Regions from separate parts of the Macaca mulatta genome. Here region 1 is linked to region 2. A link is a contact called in public Micro-C data. All regions are on one chromosome and are shown on one strand. Each heading gives the region's core, a stretch centred on a gene start, on an enhancer-like site or on the middle of the called end of the contact. The rest is flanking DNA. Distances are from core to core; before and after follow the strand shown. Region 1 has its middle 16 kb from the start of ATP5PO. Region 2 holds the start of SLC5A3 (solute carrier family 5 member 3).

Evidence for each region. Hi-C and Micro-C count contacts between places; a contact is called where the count stands out from the background.
Region 1: a contact with region 2 is called in a Micro-C map of CD4 T cells, with 9 times the contacts expected there. The contact joins the enhancer-like site here to the promoter of SLC5A3 in region 2. A contact is called at or near these places in 6 of 14 Hi-C or Micro-C datasets (CD4 T cells, cortical neurons, fetal cortex germinal zone and 3 more).

The regions. Positions count from the first base shown.
Region 1 is chr3:13,458,203-13,462,107 of T2T-MMU8v2.0, reverse strand. No RefSeq gene overlaps it. Among named protein-coding and RNA genes, the nearest start is that of ATP5PO, 16 kb to the left of the region's middle. Within about 2 kb of position 1,542, at least 14 of the 40 cell types and tissues checked have an H3K27ac peak or open chromatin away from gene starts, as enhancers often do. A contact at or near this core is called in CD4 T cells, where this site is marked.
Region 2 is chr3:13,325,700-13,329,990 of T2T-MMU8v2.0, reverse strand. It overlaps SLC5A3 (solute carrier family 5 member 3), which reads left to right and starts at 1,383. Exons shown (of 2, transcript XM_028845332.2): 1 at 1,383-1,550. It overlaps MRPS6 (mitochondrial ribosomal protein S6), which reads left to right and starts at 1,383. Exons shown (of 3, transcript XM_028845342.2): 1 at 1,383-1,550. The coding sequence starts at 1,506.

The DNA of each region.
Region 1 (3,905 bases), core at 293-2,792, 130 kb before region 2:
AGGGATTCTCCTGCCTCAGCCTCCCAAGTAACTGGGATTACAGGTGCCTGCTGCCACACCCAGATAATTTTTGTATTTTAGGTAAAGACGGGATTTCACCATGTTGGTCAGGTTAGTCTCGAACTCCTGACCTTAAGTGATCTGCCTGCTTCGGCCTCCAAAGTGCTGGGATTACAGGCGTGAGCCACCACACCCAGCCTGTTTGTCTTTTCTTTAGTGTTTCTCTGTGTTTTCAGAGTTTTAAGCATCAATCTCACATTACTTTTGTACTGAGGAAGAATCCCCTCAATAAATATTAATGCTTTCCCCTTCAGGGACAATACGGTGAGGAGCCGCAAAGAAGAAACAGATATGTGTGGCTCCTTCATTTATTCATTCATGATTTTTGGTTAGCATTTGAAAGTTTATTTTTCAATTTTATTTAGTCTTTTTTTTTTTTTTCTATTCATAAAGAAAAAAGAGACTTCAGCGCTTGTCATGAGCCTGGCACTTAGTTTTATGCCCTTGGGCTGTAGAGGTCAGTTTCTCAAGTCCAAGTGCTGCAGTTCTTTTTGCTCCCCGCCACTTTTTTTTTTTTTTTTTTTTTTGAGTCAGGCAGGGTCTGCTCTGTCACCCAAGCTGGAGTACGGTGGTGCGATCAAAGCTTACTGCAGCCTCAACCTCCCAGACTCAAGTAATCCTCCCACCTCAACCTTCCAAGTATCTGGGACCATAGGCGTGCACCACCACATCCAGTTAATTTTTTTAATTTCTTGCAGAGTTGGGGTCTTGCCATGTTGTCCAGGCTGGTCTTGAGCTCCTGGGCTCAAACAATTCTCCCACCTCAACTTCCCAAAGTTCTGGGATTACGGGCGTGAGCCACTGTGTTTGTCCCAAGTGCTGCAGTTCTCACTCTCCAGCTCACAGAAGAGGCAACAAGGAGCCTGTCGAAATGCAGATTCTTTCCCAAGAGGCTTGGTGAAGTAGTCCTGGGTGGGGCCAGGAATTTCCTATTTAAACCAGCTCCTCATGTGATTCTGAGCTATCTGGCACGGGTCTCTGAGAACCTGAAAATGGGGCTTAGATTGCTTAAAGCCTAAAGTCAATGAACAGTAGCAGAATGTGAAGACCTGGTTTATTGGTTTCACCCTGGAATCTCAACTAAGTTCCCCCAGAATGTCCCTGGACCCATGCCCCTTAGCTGAAATGTCTTAGTTTAGAATGTGACATGTCTAAGTGTGATGACAATCAAAATAGACCCAGCGAGGAAGTTGCCAGCATCCTTGAAGGTTGTTAGATGTGGCAAACACCTTCCTTCCTTTCTTAAGGACAGTAAGAAAACAACAGCTCAGGAAGTCATAATAATTCTAACAGCAGCGTCTACTTAGCACTGCCTAAGCACTTCATGCTCATTTACTCATGCAATCCTCCCAAAACCTATAGGATACCTATAGATAAAATCATCCCCATTTTACAGATGAGGAAACTGAGGTTTAGAGAGGTGAATGATCTTGCCCGAGACTATATGGCCAATCAGTTAGCTTGCCTCCAAAGACCCTAGGCTTAACTGCTATATTACCCAACCCCAAACTACCAGTGGCCACTGTGCAAACTCTGGCTGTGCGGCTGCCTCCGGGGTTCAAGAATATTGACCATTGCCCGGCAGCTTGCTGCTTGGTGGCTCCTGCTGAACATTTTCTGGTGTGAAATTATTATTTAACTTCAACCTTCTAAAACTGTGCCCTTCATGGTTCCAGCTAGTACAAAGTTAAAAACACTTGATAAAACGCATAAAACACAGCCAGCAGCGTATTTCCAAACCACGTTGTAAGCCAGGCAGCGTTCTCTCGAAACATACATCCTTGGGGGCAAAGCAGTTAAGACGGTTTCCACTGCAGTGTGTGGACTGGGGTGTCCATTGAACCAGAGAAAGCTGGGGGTTTGGGGATGCCAAAGGCCTACAGTGGGAACAGCTAAGGGAGGGCTGCAGCCAATCCGGGTAGTGGTGACAGGACAGGGAAATTGACTCTAGTTTTTGCTCAGTAGCAAAACTGTTTTGAAAGAGAATTTCTCCTCTACCTCACCCCCAGGCATGTTTTTTAACTCTTTAAAAAATACTGCTAAAGCAAACTAAATATGGATATGGCCTGAAAAGGACTTCTTACTTCGTTTTTTTTTTTTTTTTGAGATGAAGTCTAGCTTTGTCGCTCAGGCTGGAGTGCAGTGGCACGATCTTGGCTCACTGCAGCCTTCGCCTCCTGGGTTCAAGAGATTCTCCTGCCTCAGCCTCCTGAGTAGCTGGGATTATAGGCGCCCACCACCACGCTCAGCTAATTTTTTGAATTTTTATATTTTTAGTAGAGACGGGCTTTCACCATGTTGGCCAGGCTGGTCACAAACTCCTGACTTCAAGTGAACTGCCCACCTCGCCCTCCCAAAGTGCTGGGATTACAGGCATGAGCCACCGTGCCTGGCCCCGGACTTCCTACTTCCATATTTGAGTCCTTGTGGTCAAACTGCAACGTAACTTTGAAACAGATTGAAACCCTAATTTAGGAGTATGACGAGATTGAAACCCTAATTTAGGAGTATGCAGCTGTAACAATTGCTGAGTCTTGGCCAATCCCAGCAGCCTTACTTCAACCACTCATACATACACTGCTGAGTGTTCACACTGTGTTCAAATAAGGCAAACGCGGTGCTGTAACCGATCCAGCTGTTTTGGAATCTCACCTCCGATTTCTGTACATCACTTCCTTTTTTTTTTCTGTCTATAAATTTGTTCAGACCCGAGTCATCCCTGGAGTCTCTCTGAATTGGCCGTGATCCTGGGGGCTGCCCGATTTGTGCATTGTTCATTGCTCAATTAAACTCGTTTAGATTTAATTTGGCTGAAGTTTTACTTTTAACGATACTGTGATGCGTCATTATTATTTCACTTTTCAAATTATTCAAAATTATTTTCAATTTTATGGTATGCTACATACCATAAAATTTCTGTACCCTTTTAAAGCGTACATTTCAGTGGTTTTCAGTATATTCACAAGATTGTACAACCGTCACCATTAGTTCCGGAACATTTTCTTCAGCCCCAAAGAAACTTCATACCCATTAACGGCCACTTTCCATTCCCTCTTCCCCACAGTCCCTGGCAAATTCTCATGGTTTTAATGGTTAAATCTTTTCAATTACATCACAAGAGACCATGGAACTCATTACTGTTTCTGGCACATAGTAGGTACTTAGTAATTTTTTTGTGTGTGTGATAAAGCTTTCAATTAAGACTCTCTACTCTTTTTGCTGGTATATATGATAATTTTAAAATTATAGGCCAGGCGCGGTGGCTCATGCCTGTAATCCCAGCACTTTGGGAGGCCAAGATGGGTGGATCACCTGAGGTCAGGAGTTCGAGACCAGCCTGGCCAACATAGCAAAACCCTGTCTGTACTAAAAATACAAAAATTAGCCAGGCATGGTGGCTTGCACCTATAATCCCAGCTACTCAGGAGGCTAAGGCAGGAGAATCGCTTGAACCCGGGGGGTGGAGTTTGCAGTGAGCCGAGATCACACCACTGCACTCCGGCCTGGGTGACAGAGCACGACTCTGTCTCAAAAAAAAAAAAAAAAGTTAAACATCTAGAAGAAGACAACATACAGCTGAGTTGGATTTTCCCCCCCTCCTCTTCCATTTAGAAAAGTCTGAACTCAGAGGTCTCATGTCAACTGGATAATTGTTTTGTTGGCCTGATTCTTAACTTAGTTTGATTTAGGAAAAGACAAGGACATCTAGAGTCATGCTGTAATCACAGTTCTGTGATATTTCATGTTTTTATAACTCATAAAAATACAGTGAGGAAATTAACAGCTTGGACTGTGGGAAAAGAAGTAAAGCTGAAACTCTGATATGCACAGGCCTGAGTATGTTG
Region 2 (4,291 bases), core at 134-2,633:
AAAGATGAGGAACCTGATCTGCTACGAGGGGATGGAGGTTCTGTGCTAGAATTGGATTTTACAAGGAAGTGCACAGATGGGCCTAGCAGAAGATTCAGAAGCCTGACTAAAGTTTGGCCAAGCAAAGAATCTTTGTCACCTCAGGGCTGTTGTGAGAATTTTAGGAGACACATCCACCAGCCTTGGCATGGGACCTGGTGCAGAGTAAGTGTTCACTAAACTTTACCTATTAACATTAAAGCACTTTAAGCTGACAAACACTCCACTTACAGAGCTTTTAATGGGGCAAGCAAGGGGCAGCGGCCTCAGCTGCAGGGTACTTAATCTCTAAGAAAGGCCGCTGGATAAAACTGCATTTGCAGAGCCACTGGCTGGAGGGCGGAGAACCGTGTGTGTGTAAAGGGATGGGAAGTGCAGAAGGCACGGCCCCCGCCCACCGCAGATAGTTGCTAAAGGGTCTCCCAAGCACTCAGCCTAGCCTTTAAGTGAGAGCTGAGCAAACATTTAAAGAAATGAGATAGGGTTAAGGTGTTCGCCTGCCCTCGGCTACAACACGTGGGGACAGGTCAGGCGCACACCACAAACGCCCATATCGTGCCTGTGTGTACCAGGCACCGTCCTCGGAGGTTTACGTGCATCAACTCACTCAAAGCATCGGGTCCCCACTTTCAGCACAGGCAGCCGGCCCAAGGTCACGCAGCGCGAAGGGGCTGAATCAGACCCGAGCCCGCGCGCCGCGGCCCACGGCCTGTGCCAGCGCGCCCCTCGCCGGGTAGGGGGCCTGGTCAGCCGTGCCAGACCTGAGGGTTGTGACTGGGGGCGCAAGCGTCACCCCTCTACCGACCCCGAGCAGGAATGTTCCAGAACCCCCGCGAGCAGCCGTTGGCCGCAGAGCCCCCGGGCCGGCCGCGACCCCGCCTTCCGCCGGGAAGGTCCCTAGTGCCGGGGAGTCGCGGGCGAGGGGCGCGCGCACGGACGAGACCGCACCGCAGCGCACGCGCACTGGCGGGCACTCACTCTCCCGCCGCCCGGGAGAAGGAAGGCATAGAAAGTTCCAGCCGGTTCGAGAGCTAGGTAGCAGGCATGGCGGGAGGCGGGTAGGGGGAGGCAGGGTCGCGAGGGGGCGTGCGGCCGCCGCGAGCGGCTCTGGGCCGAGTCTGCAGCGCCGCCCCTAGCCGCGGCAGGCGGGCTGGGCTGGGGTCGGGGCGGGGGCGGCGCGGCGGGTGCGGGGCTGCGGAGGGGGCGTGGCGGCTGCCCGCGGGCGTAGAGGGGGCGGGGCGGCGGCTGGGCGCGCGGGCGGGGCGGGGCGCGCCGAGGGGGCGTGGCGCGGCGTCTGCGCAGCTGCCAGCGCCTTTAAGCCTGGGCTCGCGCGGCCGGAGCGTGCTTTCGCCGCCTGGGAGCCGTCCGGCCCGGCAGTCTTTAGGTCCCCACTGTCTCCGTCGTCCCGCCCCTTCGCGTCCCGGGAACCAGCTCGCTCCTGAGCCGTACTCGCCGATCCTCCAGGCATGCCCCGCTACGAGCTGGCTTTAATCCTGAAAGCCATGCAGCGGGTAAGTGACCTTCCCTCAGAGCCGGTCTTCCCGCGCGGGCGCCCCCGCTGCCGCTAGGCCGCCGTCCCCCGCGCGCCCTGGCCGCGGGACCCCGGGCCTTCCTGCACTCCTCCGAGGAGGCCAGGGCGGCGGGCGGGCGGCTGGCGTCCGCGGGGAGGGGGCGCGCGTGGGCCGGTCGGGCTCGGCCGCGTGCGCGCGGGAGGCGGGGGTGTGCCTGCGCGTGTGCGCGGTCCGGGAGGGTGTGCCTCGCAAGCGGCCGGGCGGGGGCGGGGCGGCCCGAGCGGGCCCCGACCCCGATCCAGGCGCCGGCCCTCGGGAGTCCAGTGGAAGGTCCGCGGGAGGACACGCGCGAGCGCCCAGCCCGGCTCCGGCCCGTCCCCGCCAGTCGTGAAGCTGCCTCGTCGCCGGCCCCGCCGCCGCCTGCTGCGTCCCGCTCCGCCGCCTGCCGGCCTCCGCCGCCCGCCTCCACTCTAGCGCCCGCCGGCCGCCCGGAACGTCCGCGCCCAATAAAGCGTTCCTCCAAAGCGTGTTTGTGCAGTTGTCTGTATCCCCGTCTCTTGCAGTCGCTCTCATGTTAAAAAAAATCTTTGACTTTTCTTTTTCTGACTTCAGCGAAAATCCCGCTCCCGGTGCCCTTAGCCCAGTTTCATTCATCCAAGTTGTGGCCTTTCTTGCGCCTCCAGAAGACACTTTATTCCCCCTGCTTTTGATTGATCTTGAGGTAGATGATTTCACGTTTGGAGGGATGCTAAGCGAACCAGCAGCTCGTTCCCTTCAGGTGACGGCGTGGCCAAGGACAGGGGCCCGCGGCCCGGAGGCAGCTCACTTCGTCCTCTGTCCTGGGTCATGTACTCCTCAAGTCGTCGCCGAAATCCCCATTCTCCCGTGAATTCGGAATTCGGTAACGTAGTTTGGTGTATGGTTTTGTGTTTTTCCTCCACCAGGTGTAATAAACAAAAATCATTGTACCACGTCCGAACTTTGGAAGCACAGCTTCCTACAGCGCTAGAGGGGTGGACGGATTTTTACGTTTGAATCAGGCTCTGGGTCAATTGCGAGGAGTATTACCAAGTTTGATTGAACTTAAGCTCAATTGATAAACTAACAATCACGGAGCGTCGGGAGATTGTTAGGAAGTGTGCTTTGCATACTGTTAACTGGGAAAGGACTCGAGTGCCTCTCTATCAGGTCCAGACAGCCTGGTCAGGCATGCCATTGTGTCCCCCAGCTTGTTCTTCATGGATTTGGAAGAAGTTAAGATTGTATTGTTCAGCCTCTTGAATATCCCTCTTGGCCCTCCTCCTCCCTTACCGGGATATGTAACTCGGAAAGGATAGGAGCAGTGAAAACAAAATATTATTAAAAGGGAAGATTTTTAATTAGGTGGAAGTTGTTTAAGCCCTCCCTTTAACCTATGTGTTTTAGGAAGTGTAGAACCTGGGAAATTTGTTACTGAAATTCCGTTTGTTTACTTTCCTTGTCTTGGGGAGGTAGCAGGTGATACTGAAAGAGGCAACCTGTAGGCATAATATTTGCGCATTCTGTAACCCTTTGAAACCTTTGAAATGAAGACTTGCACTACCCTTTGTTTTTGCCATAGTTGCCAGTTATCTTGGTTAACATAGCTGCAAGTATAAGTTAAATGTATGTCTTTTACCATACTTTTTTATGTCCTGTAATAACATAGCCTTTGGATGTGGAGCACCCATTTTTTACTCTAGTTCAGATCAACCGAGTGTAATTTGGTTAAAATAATTAATAACCTTCCTCGTAAATCTTCCGCATGAGGGAAGGGGGCAAAAAAAAAAAAAAAAAGAAAAACCCTATAAAGTAGGTAATAAAGGTGAACTGCCTCTTGGAGAAAGAGGCCCCATGGCAGTAGATAGAAGGCTGTAACAATGGTGACTTATGTACAATGGTGAAGCTATGTTGAGATCCTTGACCTAAATAAAGTAATATTAAACAACAGTTTCTCACTTATTTGTTCAAAAACCTATCTGTAGCTTGTAAATGTGTCACAAACAAAGACTTCCAGGTTTTAGACCAGTTTGCTTGCTTTCAGTGTAGGAAAATAGGATTCTAAAATAGGAGGACTATTTGGGGGGAAACGGATTTAAAATGTTAACTCTAGGCTTATGAAACGAAAAATGTGACTCTGAGTTTGCACACCGGTAGCAGGCCCTGGAGAAAGCACAGTTTTAACCTGAGGCACTTTGGGCTTCTGTTGCAAGAACGGTATTACTGAAGCTCCTCAGTTCTAAGTTGCATATCTTTCACGTTTTTAGATTCTTAAATGTACCTCTTTACCCCTTTAATATGATATATTTTCCTTTCCTCCTCCAGATCATTTATGCATCTTGGAATTGAGGAAAATGCTGTGTTAGGCAACTTTAACAGCGGATATGGAAGTTAAGAAACTATAGTTTTTCCAGCCTTTGGACTCCCAGAGCTGCTCTCCTGTTTCTTCTCTGTGGTACTCAGCCTGGAGAGCATTCTTAGTCTGTTTGGAGAGCATTCACTCCTCCCTGTCCTCATTACTTTTTTTTGACCCTAGCTTGACTCCTTTAAATTGAGCTTACTAAATTTTAAAATTTAAAATACAGATCATGTGTTGGTTCTCACGGTATCTGCATTGTAGCAAAGTCAATTGTGGGAACCCCCATTGAAAGATTTCAGAGTGTATTATGTGGAGTAAGTCCTATTGAACTATAAAATTGTACAATTAGTCACCCAGAAATTCC